Linked DNA regions of Capsicum annuum: region 2 is linked to region 1. Evidence: chromatin contacts called from public Hi-C data. All regions are on one chromosome and are shown on one strand. The core of a region is the stretch at or near the end of the contact, and the rest is flanking DNA. Distances in the headings are between cores, read along the strand shown. Region 1 overlaps LOC107850201 (protein ILITYHIA). Region 2 overlaps LOC107849162.

Region 1 (3,358 bases), core at 614-3,113:
AAGGTAAAATTGGAGAGAAAAGGTAGCAAGATTTTAGGAGAAAAATATAGAGCATAATTTGGAGCAAAATATGGTTGTTTGGAATATATAAGAAGGAAGAGAGAGAAAATAAAAAAGGTAGGAATTTAAGTAATTAATTTGGGATTTTTGTAATTTCCTTTTCAACATGGGATGTAATGTAATAAGGTAAAGTTAGCATGGGTATATATATGTAATTTTTCCTAAGGAGAACTACTTCGAGTGGATTTACTTATTCATTAGCAAGGATAAATTTAAGTCCCAAGCCCGATGAGTTCTGCTCTAGATGGGTATAAGTAGGGGTGGACATTCGATTTGTTCGATTTGATTGTTCAATATTGGTTCGATTTTTTGATTTTCGGATTGACGAAAATGACAACCATAACCAAACCAAAATTATTTCGGTTTGGTTCGATTTTTACAAATTTGATTTGGTTATTTCGATTTTAAAGATTAAAGTAGTGAGCATTTACAATTGGTGATTTTTCTAGAAAAATAACCTTTTTTAAAACCATTATTCATTGCCAAATATAATTACTTCAACACGCATGAAATAACCATAAATATCGACCTCGTTAAGTCATTGTCATTGACGTGATGGCAGTGGCCACACTCGACAGCGGCTGCCGATGGCAGTGACGAACTGAGCAAACAACTGCCGACTGCCGTTGACGATGTTGAAATTTCAAATGAACTGACAAACTGAGGATGGTTTAGCGCCGCTGCAGCCTTCACGGTAATGTTCAAGGCTAAAGCAAAGCAGTATATTAGGATTTAGGGTTACTAAATGATTATAATTTATATATTTATATGTTATATTAGATTATATTATATTTTTAGTACATTTGCAAATATAATATATATGTATATATATATATATATATATATACATATTTATATATAAATTATAATATATTATTTATATAATTTTAGTTTTTCAATTTATCCAAAAAAAAATTGAAAATCGAAAAACCAAACCGTTTAACCAAATTTCTAAAATTTGAAACCTAAACCAATTCAAAAAATCAAAAAAACAAACCAAAATTAAATTTCAATTCCGTTTTTTAATTTTTCCGATTTAAACCAAAATATGCGCATTTGTCTTTGAGAGAGAGAGAGAGCTATCACTTTAGCGAGCTGTAGGACAAACTACATTCAAGAGGAAAAAGGAAACTTTGAATAGAAGGATCAGTGCCCGTAGCAGTCTGTCAATCAAAACTTGATCGAAAAACCAGTGTTTATTGAAGAAGCTATAGAGTCGATTCATATCTAATCAGCTGATATACTAATGCATTTAAATTCTTCTTAAAAAGACGTGTTGAGCTTTCTTTCCCTTCGCTAACCCCCATAGTTGGGAGGAGTCAGGGCTCTGACCGCGTGCTTGTTGAAGAATGAGCCACGTCTTTGGATCCTGCTTAGGGGCGGCTTTCACTTTCGGCATCCATTAAACTTTACTGTTCCGTACTAAATTCCAGTTCCGTTCTAGAAGTAGTTAATTTCTCAAATTCCCTAGGAGCACAGTGCTCCGTGGATCTTTCTTTTCGACGATATACTAAGCGCCAAGCCTACCTGGGTTCTGTCAACACGCCGATCCTTGGACCTATTCTATTCAGTCCAAACAAAGAACAATCAATGATTTTCTTGATGGCATTTCTAAATGAGAATGAGTCAGAGGAGAGGGGTGGTTGGATCAAGCTTGAAAGGAATGGACGGGCATAGGCTTAATAGTGAACGCAGACTGCAACTAGATATGAGATCAATGACAACAATAAAAGAAAGATGGTATAACGACCATACGAGTCCCCATTGATCCCACTTCACAGCATACCACATTTGAGGGGATGTAAATTGATAGGATCATTGAACATAGCATCACATCACATATTTTATTATTGTTATACATAGTAGTGCTCCTTATTAACTGGTATTTTTGAGTTATTGAAATTTTTGTGCCTGTAGGATATTCTTTTAACATTCTTTATTCGATATAGCGACTAAGCTCAGCCAACCCATAATACCTACTGATTACTAGTGATTTATTCTCTCTACACCTTATTTATGCAGATCTCCACAGCAGTCAACAGCGCAAATTTTGATCGTAAAATGATACTTCATTAAAGGTGAGCTCCTCGCATTCAGAGCCCTTGAACCAACTTCTTCTGTTCTTATTCCTGTCTGTCTTCGAAATGACATGCTTGAATTGGTTTCATTTATACTTATTTTACTTCTTATGAAAGTGATATTTGGATTTTGATTATTGCATTTACGATTAATATTATAACCATGAAGTTTGCTATGTTCTTGTTATGAAAGGTTGGTTTACCTACTGGGAGAAGTAGGTGCCATCACAACCCTAGCCTTTGGGTCATGACACAACCAAGTTGGTTTACCTAATTGGGGAAGTAGGTACCATCACAACCCTAATTTTTGGGTCGTGACAACCAGTGATTGGACAACGCACATAAATATTATTTCATTCGATTGTGGGTTACATGACCTCATTCGAGAGACGAGGCAATCAAACCAAAATGACATTAATTCAGGACCCGATTACAGGTTATATTCAAGCCTGTTTACTGCTATTACTCAACTGATTGAAAAGGGAAAATATGGAATACGCCAGTTGCCAACAATACAAACCGCACAAATGATTTTACACACATAACTTAAACTCAACATGTACTGTTATGATGTAATGTTGAGGAAAACATAGTGGCTTTGCATCTTACTGAATACGTACCTACAACAATATCCCAGCTTGGCAAGAAATTTCCCTTTCTGAGGAAACCGGAATTTGAACCTTCAAGTCAATTTGAAGTGAATAACCAGGATAAAAAAAAGAATGCTGAGATATGAAATCATTTGTCACGTCTTCCTGAACCAAACAGTCTCGTATGTCTTTATTTGTGAATAACCACCAGAAAACAGGTTTTCTGAAGTTGGTATCTGCAATATAATGACATACACACCTACGGCAAATAGAGGATATCACAGTAAACTTTCATCCCAGAATCGACTTTCAGTGAAAGCAACCGTTTCACCACTGTTAATATACTTCCCCTTATAGTTTTGTGTCTCTAGTCTATACTGGTCATAAAAGTGGTAATTTGTAGCACAAAGGTTATTACTTATCACTGAAAGGAAAATGAGTACTGTCACAGTGTAATAAAAACGGTGATTTCCTATATTTGGAGAAAATTTACAAAATTTAGACAAGAATGTGAGCTCCCTGCCTTTCCTCGAAGGCAGGCTATTTAATCTCAATATAAAAAATATCGGAAGCACAATCCACCCGGCATCAAAAAATGGCAGATATCAAACTCATCCTTATTTGCTTACA
Region 2 (3,358 bases), core at 418-2,917, 270 kb before region 1:
TCAATTTGATCATTTCCTGATGAAATCAGACAATTACTTTGACAATTCTGTTTCTGTATCTAATAAGAAGAAAAGACACGAGAATATCGACTCAGCTCTCCTTCAACATGCCTATTAGATAACGAGGTAATTTGGTAATTTCCTGATGTTTGATGGCTGCTGTAGCCGTGGCAATTCATTTACTCAAATTGGTGATCCCACCTACATTTCTCATGCTCCTGCAAGCTTTTGCTTACTATTGCAACTCATGATATTTTTGGATTGAAATAACATCTACATATTTAAAAGCTAGTAAACATACAGTAAGTTATGATAATTGATAAATTTAAAATATTTAAAAGATATATAAAAAATTATTATCATAAAAAAAAATTGATTAAGTCATAAAATTTTAAAAGTGATAAATAAATTGAGACAAAAGAAATATTATTTTCATTTATACTATTAGCAATGAAATTAATTATACTTTAAAAACAAGTCTACTATCTGATTTCATATTGTTGGGCTCATGCCTTTCACAGGCGTTTCCCAACTAGTTATATACTCCCCCCATCCCAAAATAATTAAATTGGTAGGGGCATAACACACCCCTTAAAAAAAATATTTATGACATAAATTGTTGGTTACTTTCCGCTATCATCATTTTAATTGTCCTTAAATTGCTCTCCTTGAAAATGTGAAGTACTTGACAACCTCATTAAATAAAAGGATAAAATTGAAAAAAAAAAAATCAACATGTCTCTTAAAAAATGAACAATTCATTTGTTTTGAACATTGAAAAATAGCTCAACAATTCATTTATTTTGAAGTTGAGGGAGTATAAAAGACCAACTGATCAAATGATCCTCTCTCCATTCATTTTCACTTGTTACATTTTGACTTAACATGTCAATTAAAAAAATAATTACTAATATAGATATTACCATAGTACACCTAATAATTAATGGTTATTATTATGTCTATAAACTAACTTAATAAATAATTAATGTTACGAATAAAATAGGAAAAAAATTATTTTTTTATATATTTTAAAAATGACAAGTAAAAATAAAAATTCAATTAAAAATGACAAGTAATTCTTATCTAAGCGATAATTACTATGAAAAACAAGTTGATATATATATATGATAAGATTCAAAAACATGATAACAAATTTTGTACTAGTAGCCACTATAACTCCAACTGATTATTTGCTATTTCCTTGGCTGTTTAATGCTATTTGTCTTATTTAATTAATACGTACTTATTTTTCTCTCGCAAAACATAGACACAAGAAAAAGAAAAACAATGTGAAATTAATTAGCATAAACAAAGTTGGAAATAGCACAAAAGATGTAAAATAATAAAAGAACAAATTGGTGATCGGAAGAGACATTGCCTCATAACATTAGTTGCAGCGTGGATTTCTGCCAGGGCCTCCATAATAGAAATGGGTACCCCATTCACTGCTATAAGCACTTTTGATATTATAGCAATCAGTGTTCTCAGCTAAGATTGATATGTCTTGGGCTGAGCTGAGACTATTATCAGAGTCCACAATTTCAAGATTTCTGAAATAGCTTGCTTTCCTAAACCCATCATCAGCAAAATGGCCTGAACCCATTTGAGTGGATGTATGTTCTCCGTTGGCCCGTGAATTTACTACCTCTCCTCCCCACTCCACCATCGTCGCTTGATCCGCTAAGTGCGTAAATAACTCTGCGGGCCAATAACCCACTAGTGTGTTATCACCAAACACCATCCACCAATTCCCTAGCTTTGGATCCTAAACATATATATACACAAAAACAATTAACACTTTTAGATTGTAAAAAATTATTATTGTAATTTGACCGGCTACAGTCGAGATTAGTATTCTATTTTCCAGATTACGTTTCTACCTAATTTATTTTTTGAGAGAATGATGGCTAAAATGCAAAAAGAAGCAGGGGGTTTAAAAGGGACCTTCCAAATGAGTATAGTGACATCATACTGACTTCCTTCGACGGAAGAAACAGGAGAAATGGCAGCACCAATGGCTATTCTGCTATTTGTTTGGACAAATCCTGCACATAGTAGGTTGTAGCATCCTGTTGCTTGGTAGGAATCACTCTGTTCTTTTAACAAAAAATTATAGTGTTATATAATATAGTTTTAAGTGTGTTTTTTCATAGAACGTAACACATAAAGTTCTAAGTTATCATCAAGAGCTTAATTAGAAGGATTTGTTATCTGCTGATTTCTTGACGCATCCACACGTTAATGACATTAACTGTAACACAACCATGTGCATTGAAAGAAAAGTAATTTGATCCATTGCGTTAATCTCTTTCACTAAGCACAATTCAAGGATAGTTGGACCGCATCCCCTGTACGTACTATGAAAACGGTAAGGGCTCTTTAAAAAAAAAGGTATAAGAAATATATAATTCCATAGTATTACATATGATCAATTGATTATATAAAATCCTCCATAAACGAATACGTCCTTCATTTCAAAATACGTATCACAATTGTTTTTTTTAATCAAACGACATAAATTTTAACCAGCATTGTAAGATTAATTTTTTCATTATATTGACTCTCAAAAAGCAAAACAACAAAACTACCGAAAATATAGGAAATGTATATAATTTCCCCACATAGTTTAAATCTCCTTTTGTTCATTTTAACATTTTCATGATGGATTTTGCATCTTACTTTTTAGGATGAGTTATATTCTTAAGCGATCATCTATATTAACTAGTGGCTTATCGCCTATATGGTAAGCACAGACTCAATATTTATATTTTTTTATTTTAATTTATATGACATATTTTGCTTTTTAATTTGTTCAAAAAAAATGTCACTTTTCTATTTTTTAGAAATAATTTGTTTTTATAATTTTATTTTATTTTTTATTGAAATATTTTATGATCACACAAAATTTAAGATTAATTTATACTACAAATTTTAAAAATAGCATATTATTTTTTTTACTCCGTGCTTAATTAAATGGTGTCATATAAATTGAAATGAAAAAAATAATTAAAAAATTAAAATCTAATTTTCTTGTTTGTATATTGTCTGCTTCATCTATTCGTACTGAATAAAAAATAAATTTTGATATTAAGATCTTAGCTCGTAACTATGTATTTAATATTTTGTTTGAATCCAATCATTTAAATCTTAACAAGTGTACTACCTCTCATATTCCCTTTTTTGACACGGATAAGACTATTGCAACGTACTTCATCTAACCATTTTTAATTTATTATTTTATATCTATTTTATCCTTATTATTAAATATAATTTATTATTAATACTTAAATGACTAATAATAACTTCTTAGAAGTGATATAGTGAATATTACTATAAAAAGTACTTGTGAAAAAAAAAA

The links. A called contact is a pair of places that touch in the nucleus more often than the background predicts.
Region 2: a Hi-C map of leaf shows a contact between it and region 1, with 3 times the contacts expected there. The contact joins two enhancer-like sites. A contact is called at or near these places in 2 of 5 Hi-C or Micro-C datasets (leaf and placenta).

What each region holds. Positions count from the first base shown.
Region 1 is chr12:81,857,501-81,860,858 of UCD10Xv1.1, reverse strand. It overlaps LOC107850201 (protein ILITYHIA), which reads right to left. Exons shown (of 60, transcript XR_007048696.1): 60 at 2,467-2,987. Among protein-coding and RNA genes, the nearest start is that of LOC107850201, 60 kb to the right of the region's middle. Within about 2 kb of position 1,863, at least 4 of the 5 cell types and tissues checked have an H3K27ac peak or open chromatin away from gene starts, as enhancers often do. A contact at or near this core is called in leaf, where this site is marked.
Region 2 is chr12:82,129,785-82,133,142 of UCD10Xv1.1, reverse strand. LOC107849162 reads right to left here. Exons shown (of 7, transcript XM_016693802.2): 6 at 1,945-2,091; 7 at 1,275-1,765. The coding sequence ends at 1,388. Among protein-coding and RNA genes, the nearest start is that of LOC107849162, 18 kb to the right of the region's middle. Within about 2 kb of position 1,667, at least 5 of the 5 cell types and tissues checked have an H3K27ac peak or open chromatin away from gene starts, as enhancers often do. A contact at or near this core is called in leaf, where this site is marked.